Regions from separate parts of the Danio rerio genome. Here region 2 is linked to region 1. A link is a contact called in public Micro-C data. All regions are on one chromosome and are shown on one strand. The core of a region is the stretch at or near the end of the contact, and the rest is flanking DNA. Distances in the headings are between cores, read along the strand shown.

Region 1 (5,273 bases), core at 1,157-3,656:
CACATAATATTATTGTTGTTTTACCATATGTTTGAGAAAAAAATAATAATTCAATATCTACAGAATCGTGAGAGAATCGTGATCTTTATTTTAAGCAAAAAAAAAAAAAAAAATCGCGATTCTCATTTTAGCCAGAATCGTGCAGCTCTAACTGACAGTAAATACAAAGTTGTTTATATTTGCACGTTCTGACATTCACCTTCTTAATATAATTTCAGAAAAGTATTAATTTTAAATTATAAATATTAGCAGCAAATGACTACCAAAGTAGAACATTGTTGACAGTCAATTAAAGTGTGTTTATGTTTTTTTGAAGTAATTCTTAAATTCGACTTCAGACCGAATATTCAAAGTAGCATGGTAAACAATAAAGGAACTGTGTCACAAGTTGTGCTCATAACAGTACTCCATTATAATTAATATTTATTAAACTTTTTATGTTCTGCTTTACTATTTTTTTTGAACACCAAAGTTTGAATTTGTGAATATAAAACCAACTTTACCTCAATAACTAGTTATACTTAACAAATAAGCAAATATTAAATAAAATTACTTTAAATATTCTATCCGAATTAGCATGCAAGGATGACTTGTAAACAACATTAACACTATCAAACTGACTGTGAACAATGTTGTACTTTGATAGTCATTTGCTGCTAATATGGTTTCCTTATTTAGCATTAGCAAAGAATAATTGAATTATACTTTAATTATATAAAGGCTGTGAACAATGTTGTACTTTGATGGTCATTTGCTGCTAATATGATTTCCCTATTTAGAATTTGCAAATAATACTTTTCTGAAATTATATTATTAATGAGAATGTCTGAAAAATCACAATATAAAACCAACTTCACCTCAATTGATTTTGCCCACCATACGATCTGAGAAGGGAGTAGGATAGGGATGGTTTAGAGATTGTCATTACAATTTTAATTCAATTGTTTTTTATTGCAATAGTTATAATAATAATAATAATTATTATTATTATTATTATTATTATACTACATTAGGTAATATGATTCAAAGTAATGTTTTCCGTTTATTTTTAAATATTAGGAAATAAATTAGAAAATTACCCATGGCAACTTTAATATAAAATAGTTTGGTGTATGTATATATATATATATATATATATATATATATATATATATATATATATATATATATATATATACATATAAATATATATATATATATATATATATATATATATATATATATATATATATATATATATATATATATATATATATATAAATATATAAATATATAGATATTTAGTTTTTGGATTGAGGTAAAGTTGGTTTTATATTCACACATTCGTTCATTGAGAAGTTTATTTATTTAATAGAAGTTTATTTAATTGTTTACCATGTTACTTTGAATATTCGATTGGAATTAGCATGCATGTAGGACTTCAAAACAACATTAACACGATCTAATTCACTGTTAACAGTGTTGTACTTTGATGGTCATTGGCTGCTAATATGATTTACCTATTTAGAATTTGCTACTTTAATGAAATTATATTATTAAGGAAAATGTCTGAATATCCAAATATAAAGCCAATTATACCTCTATGGTTTTTGGCCCTTCGTGCAAAAAAAGTTTAGGCACCCCTGGTCTATTTGCAGCAAATAAGTTAATGAACTAAGTAATAAGTAACGAAAGTTAAACAAACTTACTGACTGGTCTTGGTTTATAAGGGTTAGTCGGGTTTATTTTAACCTCAGCTTGTTTTTGTCATTGACTGTTATTATGATATTCCTATTGACAATTTGCAAAGAAAACTTCTCTGAAATTATATTAAAGTGAAAGTCTGAATGTGCAAATATAAAACCAAATTTACGCCAATCTTAATGCTGACTTGATCTTATCCAGCAAAGTTCTAGTTAGCATAAACAAAACTGGCCCAGTTAACTCGTGTTGCTGATGTCCTCCAAGTATTTTAGCAATTACACGACATCGAATCATATATTAAAAAAGAGACGACTTTTAAGATTTCAAGACACTTATAGTTAAAGTTTCTCAAAACGCGCTGCTTTTAATGTTTACAAAGCGATAAGTTGGTAAGTTAGACAAACTGAAAACTTTACAACACTTCAAACTTCAGGACACTTTAAACGGTACAGAATGAAGTTATGAAGCCTCCTCGGGTCTGCGGTAGTATTGTTTGCATCTTTATTTTGTTGACGTTTAACTTTGTTCTACTTTATTGCTTTGTGTTGAGGTTAGCCTGTTAGCTAGCTCAACTTTCTGCCTGGAGTCAACATAAACAAACTCCTCACTCACCCACAGACTGTGTCAACTGACTCCCCGCGTTACCCGCTCGCCTTTTTCTTCACTTGTCCGGTTTTATGGTCAAACGGGACACTTTAAAACACTGCTGTAGTGTAATATACACAATCATCACCGTTTGCCCTGTCCAAAAATACTCAATCCGGCCGGGACGCGCCTCGATGACGTCATTACGCAAAATAAAAAATACAACCGTCATGACGCTGATTTCCATTTTTGCTCGGATATTATTTATAGGCTACTATTCAGGGGAACGTTGGAAAACATTTATTGTTAAAAAGTGTCTTTTTTATCTAACAGTGTCTTTCTTTAATCAAAATGCAAAAAGAAAACAAGAGCCCTGTTTCAGGAAGATTCTGTTACTGTGCCTTATGTAATGTCATATTGGAATGTTTTTGTGAGTGATATTTCCTGGAAAAAAGTTTGGTTATTACACCACAATTTTTTTTTTTATAAGAAACAAAGTTACCTTTAAACTAATTCATAGATGCTATCCAGACACTGTAATCTTAAAAGGCTTAAGAATGATATTAATAACTGTTATTTTTGCTTAGTGAATCCTAAACGTTATTATTATTATTGTTGTTGTTGTTGTTGATGTTGTTGTTGTTGTTGTTGTTATTTTTATTACCACTGCTTGAAATGAAAATGTACGTTGAGTCCATTGAGGGATTAACAAACTTAAAAGCAATACAAACAAGGACCTTAATGAAGGATTTAGCACCTATCTTGGACTAAATGACTGAAAACCCCTGGATTGTTGTTGTTTTATTGATGGCATTTGTTGTTAATGTTTTTCAAGCATTCAATAAAAAATAAATAAAAATAAATATTTGCATTGGCTACTGAAAACTGTACCCTACCTCTTTTTGCACGATAGTTATGTCAAAAAGTTATGATATGACGATTCTATATGCATCAAAGAAAAGGTCTGGCACTTTAAGGCGTGGGTGCTGTTTTATAGAATAGCCAGGTTAATAGAGGCTTTTGAATTGTTTCACTTACTTTTTGAGTGCACTGGACTTATGATTTCGCTGTTTATCTTTATTAATCCCTTACCCAAAGAGCACCGACACATTACCTACCCCTGCCCTGAAGCACCTTTGGTTTGATTTTGGACTCTCATTTCAATTTGCATTTTGAAAACATAATTTGTGGGAGTTTTTGTCATTAATCTATTTATTTTGTTGATTAAGTTTTAATATTTATAAATGTGTGCACTTTGTAACAAAAATACAAATTTTCTGTATTTTTAGGGAGTTGAAAAGTTACTTTTTCTAAGAACAGGAAACTGAGGCTACAATTCACACAGGCTCAACAAAACTGGACAACAGAAGATTGGAGAAACGTTGCTGCTCTGATGAGTCTCCATTTCTGCTGACACATTCAGATGGTCAGGTCAGAATTTGGCATCACCAACATGAAAGCATGGAGCCATCCTGCCTTGTATCAACAGTTCAGGCTGGTGGTGGTGGTGTAATGGTGTGGGGGAGATTTTCTTGGCACACTTTGGGTCCATTAGTATCAACTGAGTATCGTGTCACACCACAGCCTATCTGAGTATTGCTGCTGACCATGTCCATCCCTTTATGAGCACAGTGTCTCCATCTTCTAATGGCTACTTCCAGCAGGATAACGCAGCATGTCATAAAGCTCAATCATCTCAGACTGGTTTCTTGAACATGACAATGAGTTCACTGTACTCAAATGGCCTCCACAGTCACCAGATCTCAATCCAATAGAGCACCTTTATGATGTGGTGGAACGGGAGATTTGCGTCATGCATGTGCAGCCGACAAATCTGCAGCAACTCAGCGATGCTATGTCAATATGGAGCAAAACCTCTGAGGAATATTTCCAGTATCTTGTTGAATTTATGCCATGAAGGATTAAGGCATTTACAGTGTTAATTAAAGATTAACATGGTTCTCGCAAGGTGTACCTAATAAAGTGGCCGCTGAGTGTATATATAAAAATATGGTATATAAACATTATTACGCCTCAATAAAAATAGCTGTGTGTGTGAGTAACATGAATGATTTAAAAGTAACAGGTAGGTACGAATTTCTGTATTATTACTTGGTCTTGTAAAAATACTCTGGTTTTCTTCAGAAACCAGACATCCATCTTGTTGTCGAGAACCTGTTGTTTTTCGATCAAGAATGGAGAACATAAAAACAGATATGCAAATAACAAAAAAATATATAAATTAGTAATTTTACCACAGGTGATTAAAACAACTGGTCTGATTTTATCACAGTATAAAAATAAGTGTTCTATATAATTGTTGACATTTATTTAATAAAAATATATTTTTATTTAAAATACATTTATTATCCAATTGTTGATTTAAAAAAATCATGCAATATGATTTTTGAAAGATTGCACTTTGAATTATGCTGGAGGATTAATAAAAATTCAAATAACCAAAGATAAAAATGCAAATTATTCATTAATTTCTTGACTCATCATTTGAAACGTTTCTTCATTCACAGACTTTAATTTTTCATATGACTTTATGCATAAAAAGATTAATTGCAGATTTATAATAATGTTACATAGTATACCTCAGATAGAAAATACAATATATGGTTTAAAAATAAATTTGATAAATTAACCATTTATTTGATCTAGCTAAATAAACATTCTTGATTGAATCACCTAAAGATCTAGTTACAGAAATGGACTTCTGAAGATAAATACAAAACCTTCATTTAAAAAAAGTCATTACAGCAGATTTCTATGGACAATCAACGTAATTTCAATTTTAAGACACATCACATATTCTTTTTCAATCAGCATAAATGATTATTATTAAACTAAAAACTTCAATCATTCATTTGATTATGATTGGGTTCATTGTAAAGGACATAATCAGTCAAGAATTTAAGTAATATTGTTCACTGACAGCACAGTTTGATTTTGTTGTTTTTAGCATGCAACATAAGATAGCGCATATGCTAGTTCACAGA
Region 2 (5,273 bases), core at 1,100-3,599, 140 kb after region 1:
CATGTGTGCATGAGTGGCTGCGTTATACATGTAGCTTTTGAGGTTGGAAAGTTTGAAAAAAGTGACGTATTGACATCTTAATAGCTTGAAGCGATCTGTTGTCTGTGTTATTATGGTACAAAAACCTGATAAACTTAGAGCACTTGTTCTGTTATTTTACAGATAAAATATACTGTTTTAAAGTACTAAAATGTCAATATGTTGAACTGCTGCTGCATTTTTATAATTTACCACAGTTTACAATTTTCTACCAAAAATAAACGGAAAACAACTGTGAATCAGACACGAACTGAATTACAAAATACTTCGAGAACCTGTTAAAATACCACCTGACAAAAGGCTTATCTCCTATCCAAGTTTTAGGAACAAATAATAAGCTGACTTCTAGTTGATCATTTGGTACCAGAAGTGTCTTATATGAAAGGCCTCTAGATTACACTTATTTTACCACAATAAAATCTGATCATGCCTTGATTTTTAGTTCTATAATTAGGACAGTAAAGTCTGACTTTGCTTAGACAAAAGTCTTGAACAGAAATAATGTCCAGTATAGAATATAAAGTGCTGCTGCAGTGGAGACAGAATGAATATTGTGTCTGACTCCATCATGAGCTTGGAGGACTGCATCCATACATCTCTGACATGACTCACATCACTGATTAATAAAGTCATCTGGAATGAAGACGAAAGCCTTCAGCAGGACTCCGAGTTCATCAAGAGTCTTTGTGTTCATCTCCAACGCCTCCTCCTTCATCAGCTCAATAATGTTGATATCTGGTGACTGGGCTGGCCAATCCTTAAGCACTCTTTGCTTTCAGGAGCTTTGATGTGGAGCCTGAAGTATAAGCAGGAGCGCTATCCTGCTGGAGAATTGTCCCTCTCCTGTGGTTTGTAATGTAATGGGCAGCACAGATGTCTTGATACCTCAGCCTGTTGATGTTGCAGATCTTCCGCACACCCTTAAACTGAATGTCACCCCAAACCATGATTTCTCCATCACCAAACTTGACTGATTACTATGAGAATCTTGTCTCCACTTTTATACACACATTTGGTCTTCAGAGAGTGACTTTAACAGGGCTCAATGGGATTTCTGTCAGATCAGATTTCTTGATATATTTAATCATCAAATTCCTTCTTGGGTCTGAAAAACACTGGTTTAGCACTCATATGTAACAGGATAGTGCTTGTGAGAGCAGATGAAAGCTCTCTGATGACTCCTGGTTTACTGCCTCACAATGTCCGCATTCCCTCGGAGGACGCGATGATGCTGAGGCAAATAATCGTGTCGAATCTGGCCTCTTTTGGGACTTTATCTACAATATAAAACACATGGATGTGCGTGTTTGGCATCTGAATGAACAGTGTGTGAAAGTCTGTATACATTTACACAACTCTATCTGACGGAAAACCGATATATCAGCTTCATTTGTGGGAAACACTCCAGACAGTGAAGAGATGTCTGCCTTTTACACTACTGCCACCTAGAGGAGGCCTGAAATAAATCTCTATTTTATTTAATTTTATTCATATTTAACTAACCTGTGACTTTTATTTTATTTAAATATGTCTTAATATATATTTATTTATTTAGTTTTGTTCGGTAGACTTCTAAAAAAGTAGTTACATATATTTATTTTAAGTCTTATATCTTGCCCATAGGGGCAGTGATGTGATCGGATCTATGCGCAATTTATAAATAATATAGGAATAATAATTCTAATAATAGCGACAACAATAATGATAACTAAAAATAACAATTATAATAAATAAATTATTAAAAATATGCAGCTTTTATTGTAAATTAGTTTACATTTCTAAGTTAAAAAATATAATTTTGACAGCAAATTAACCTGATTAATAATAATAATATTATTATTATATTGCTTATTATTTTAGATATTTTAAAGATATAATAAATAAATGAATAGTCAGTATGAGACATCAGCATGAGACATAATTTAATATGTACAATATTTAATATAATATAGTATTATATATAATTTCATTATATTCCTATTTAACTAACCATTGAGTATATATATATATATATATATATATATATATATATATATATATATATATATATATATATATATATATATATATATATATATATATGTATGTATGTATGTAGACTATTTTATTATACATTTTAAACGAATTATTACTTCTTACATGTGTATAATTAATGTATAATAAATGTATAATAATAATAATAATAAATATTTTACACATATGTAATGTTGTTTTAGTAATGTGCATGATGTACCAGAGATGCAGCGTCTTTTCTTTTCTATAGAGGGCGCTGCTGGACGCACACATGACCATGACGTCTTTTTGAGGCGACGGAAAACTTGTTTGAATTACAGCTCGGCATTTACGACATATCCAGCTCAGTCTGCATTCAAAGACCGAGGTAAAACACAAACTCTTGATTATGTAAAGCTGTTGAATATGTGTTGTGTCTGTGTGCGAGTGAAGCCGCGTGTCAAGGCAGAAATCAGGCTATAAAGCTGCAGTGATGATGCAGAAGAGTGACAGATCCATCATTCAGATGCAGTCTGTGCTGCGCGCGCTGTATAGAGCTGAACTCGTGTGTTATATACAGATTAACTGCAGAAAGTGTGTGCTGGGGTTATATCCACATGAAATATGAGCTTTGTTCTGATACTGCTGGGTCAATAATACACATGCTGTCAAATGAAATACACTCAATTTTAATCACACAACCCATTCAGTGTCACGTGAATTCACATCACCGTCCAACTGGACCCGAAGAAAGATTTCCCCCTATATTTTCCCCAGCTAAAACCCAAATTGCATCTGATCAACGAATGAATGTGAACACATGCCATAACTCTGTCCTATATTCACATATTCAGACGTTGGATATTTAAAGGTCCTGTGAAATTAAAATGACGTTTTCTTATTAGATGTTATCGAAATGTTTGTTTTAGCGATACGTATTAGCTGGCGTGCTCCAAAACACTGACAAAATTCGCGTTTAGAAGATATAAACATTCAAAGCATGCAGGTTGTCACTTCCGCTTTTTAAAAAAAAACCATGATAATTAATGGTTATAGGACTTTTATCATGAAAACAACTTCCGGACCATCATCGCCCCCCTTTAGATTTCTTTTTTTTTTAATTTTTATTATTATTATTATTATTATTATTATTATTATTATTGAACAACAAATATACAATTTAAACATGACATCCAAAAAATACAAAAGTAACTAATAACATAATCTAAAAAATAAACTACATTAATTAAACAAATAAAAAGACAATTCAACATAGACATCTTTACAATGATAATATTTTAACTTAACCAATTGACAGTAAGAATACTAACCTTTAAAATTAATTAACTTCAGCTTCTTTGTCACAATAATTGTATTTATAAATTTTTTCGCTCTTAATATATTGGAGCGATTCTATATACAAACGAAAATCTGTAATAGCAACATTTAAACAAGGTTTGGAGTTATTTAACCTGCATTTATGAACATGAAATTTACAGAACAAAATTAAATGATTCAATAAAAATTCCACAGAAAAATAGTTTGAAACAAAATAAAAAATAACGTCTTTGGGGGGTCAAATTGCAACTAAAACCTGATTTTTTATTTATTTTTTTGACACAATGATAGATCTTCCCAAAATTTTTTTTTTAATATTCACAATCATAAAAAAGATGAATCAATGTCTCTGGGTGATGTAAACAGAATGAACAGTTTCCATCCGTCTGCGTTGTCACTATAAGTTTATTACAAATCTCTTCCTGAAGTTAAAAACACACGTCTTAAACTATGATGATCATTAATATACATCTTAATAGAAATGCTTTTTTTTTCACATATATCTCAAAGAGCAGTTTACAAATCCAAAATTATTCACACTCCCGGCGAAATCTGTCTTAAAGTGCACATGAAATCAAAACTAGCCATATTAATTTTGTCAGCTCGCATTGCTAGTTGTGTGGTGAACAGTTCATCTGTGCATGTCATTGTCTTGTAATCTTTAACTGAAATCAGCAAATGCACTTCCTGTTTGTTTTCAGTTAAATCCTCAGATTTGGTCTGTCTAAGGAATTGGGCGGGGCTAACATATTTAACCACGCCCCTTCAGCTGTCGATTTTGACAACAGTGATGGTGAGCAGGAGGAGTCTGTTAAGCCTAGTTCACACTACAGGATTTTAAACATCAGCAGATCGCTGTGCCGTTCACACTACATGACTTGACTTTGTGTCTTTTAATCTCTGTGGTGTTCACACTACGCAACACTCTGTGAATGATCCACAAGAGGGGGGTCACACACTAGAGGATCTGACAACAACTCATTCCCCATCAGCTCATTCAAGCTAGCAAACCACAGCCAATAAAATTTTGAGGGAGGAGTCGTCAGAAAAAGCTGAACACTATTGGCTGCTTGTGTGCTGATGACATCACTGACAGCGTTTCAAGCTTTGGAGAAAGCATTTAAAAACATCGTCAAATCAGCTGATTTATCAGCACATTAATCACTCATCTGCAGGTTCCAGTGGATAGATACACAGAGAGTTTTTAATTTTTGTAATTTTATAACTCTTTGAAATAAAACTAACATATCTATAACACCCTGCCGCTTTCTAACTATCAGTGTATTTCTTTCTGACATTGTTTTTTTTTTCAAAACAGTAAAGAACTGAGCATTTCTGCCTTAAAATACCATATTGGTCAAAATGACTGCATGCATGTCTGATACTTTTCGCTGTGACTTTAAATATGTGTGCATTTTCTTGCCTGGCAACTTCCTGCTAACATAAACAAAACTTTCTGATGGCAAAAACATCAATTTACTTCAGATATACTTCAGATATCTTTCAAAACAGCATATTCTGTGCTGTGAAATAGCTCCTGTTTGAAATTGTTTATTATCTTAACTACATATTTATAGGCTGTATTACCAAAAAAAGATGATATTTTTAGGGTAATGGTGTCATTAAATATGATGCCAGACATTCAAAGCTTAATTTTAATATCTCAATAACAACTTTGAATGTAAATATGTTGTGACAATATGGCGTTTTAAATGAGAACGGTCAGAATGAGCATTGAGCAATGTTAATATATCCTCCTCTCATGTCTGTGCTAGCACAGAATGAAGCGAGTGCACCGATGCCCATTCTGACCAATCACAGATGTTTCTGCTGAGAAAGCTCATGCTGATATGCTCTCTCATTGGCTGCAGCTCGTCACTACATCAGACCACACGTGGGGTTGA

Evidence for each region. A called contact is a pair of places that touch in the nucleus more often than the background predicts.
Region 2: a Micro-C map of caudal fin shows a contact between it and region 1, with 2.6 times the contacts expected there. The contact joins the promoter of rabggta here to the promoter of fbxo30b in region 1. A contact is called at or near these places in 3 of 18 Hi-C or Micro-C datasets (caudal fin, hematopoietic stem cells and skeletal muscle).

Annotation. Positions count from the first base shown.
Region 1 is chr23:1,678,745-1,684,017 of GRCz12tu, forward strand. It overlaps fbxo30b (F-box protein 30b), which reads right to left and starts at 2,407. Exons shown (of 3, transcript NM_200432.1): 1 at 2,296-2,407. It overlaps fndc7b (fibronectin type III domain containing 7b), which reads right to left. Exons shown (of 57, transcript XM_002665313.8): 57 at 4,782-5,273.
Region 2 is chr23:1,816,357-1,821,629 of GRCz12tu, forward strand. It overlaps rabggta (Rab geranylgeranyltransferase subunit alpha), which reads left to right and starts at 2,350. Exons shown (of 17, transcript NM_001076663.2): 1 at 2,350-2,419.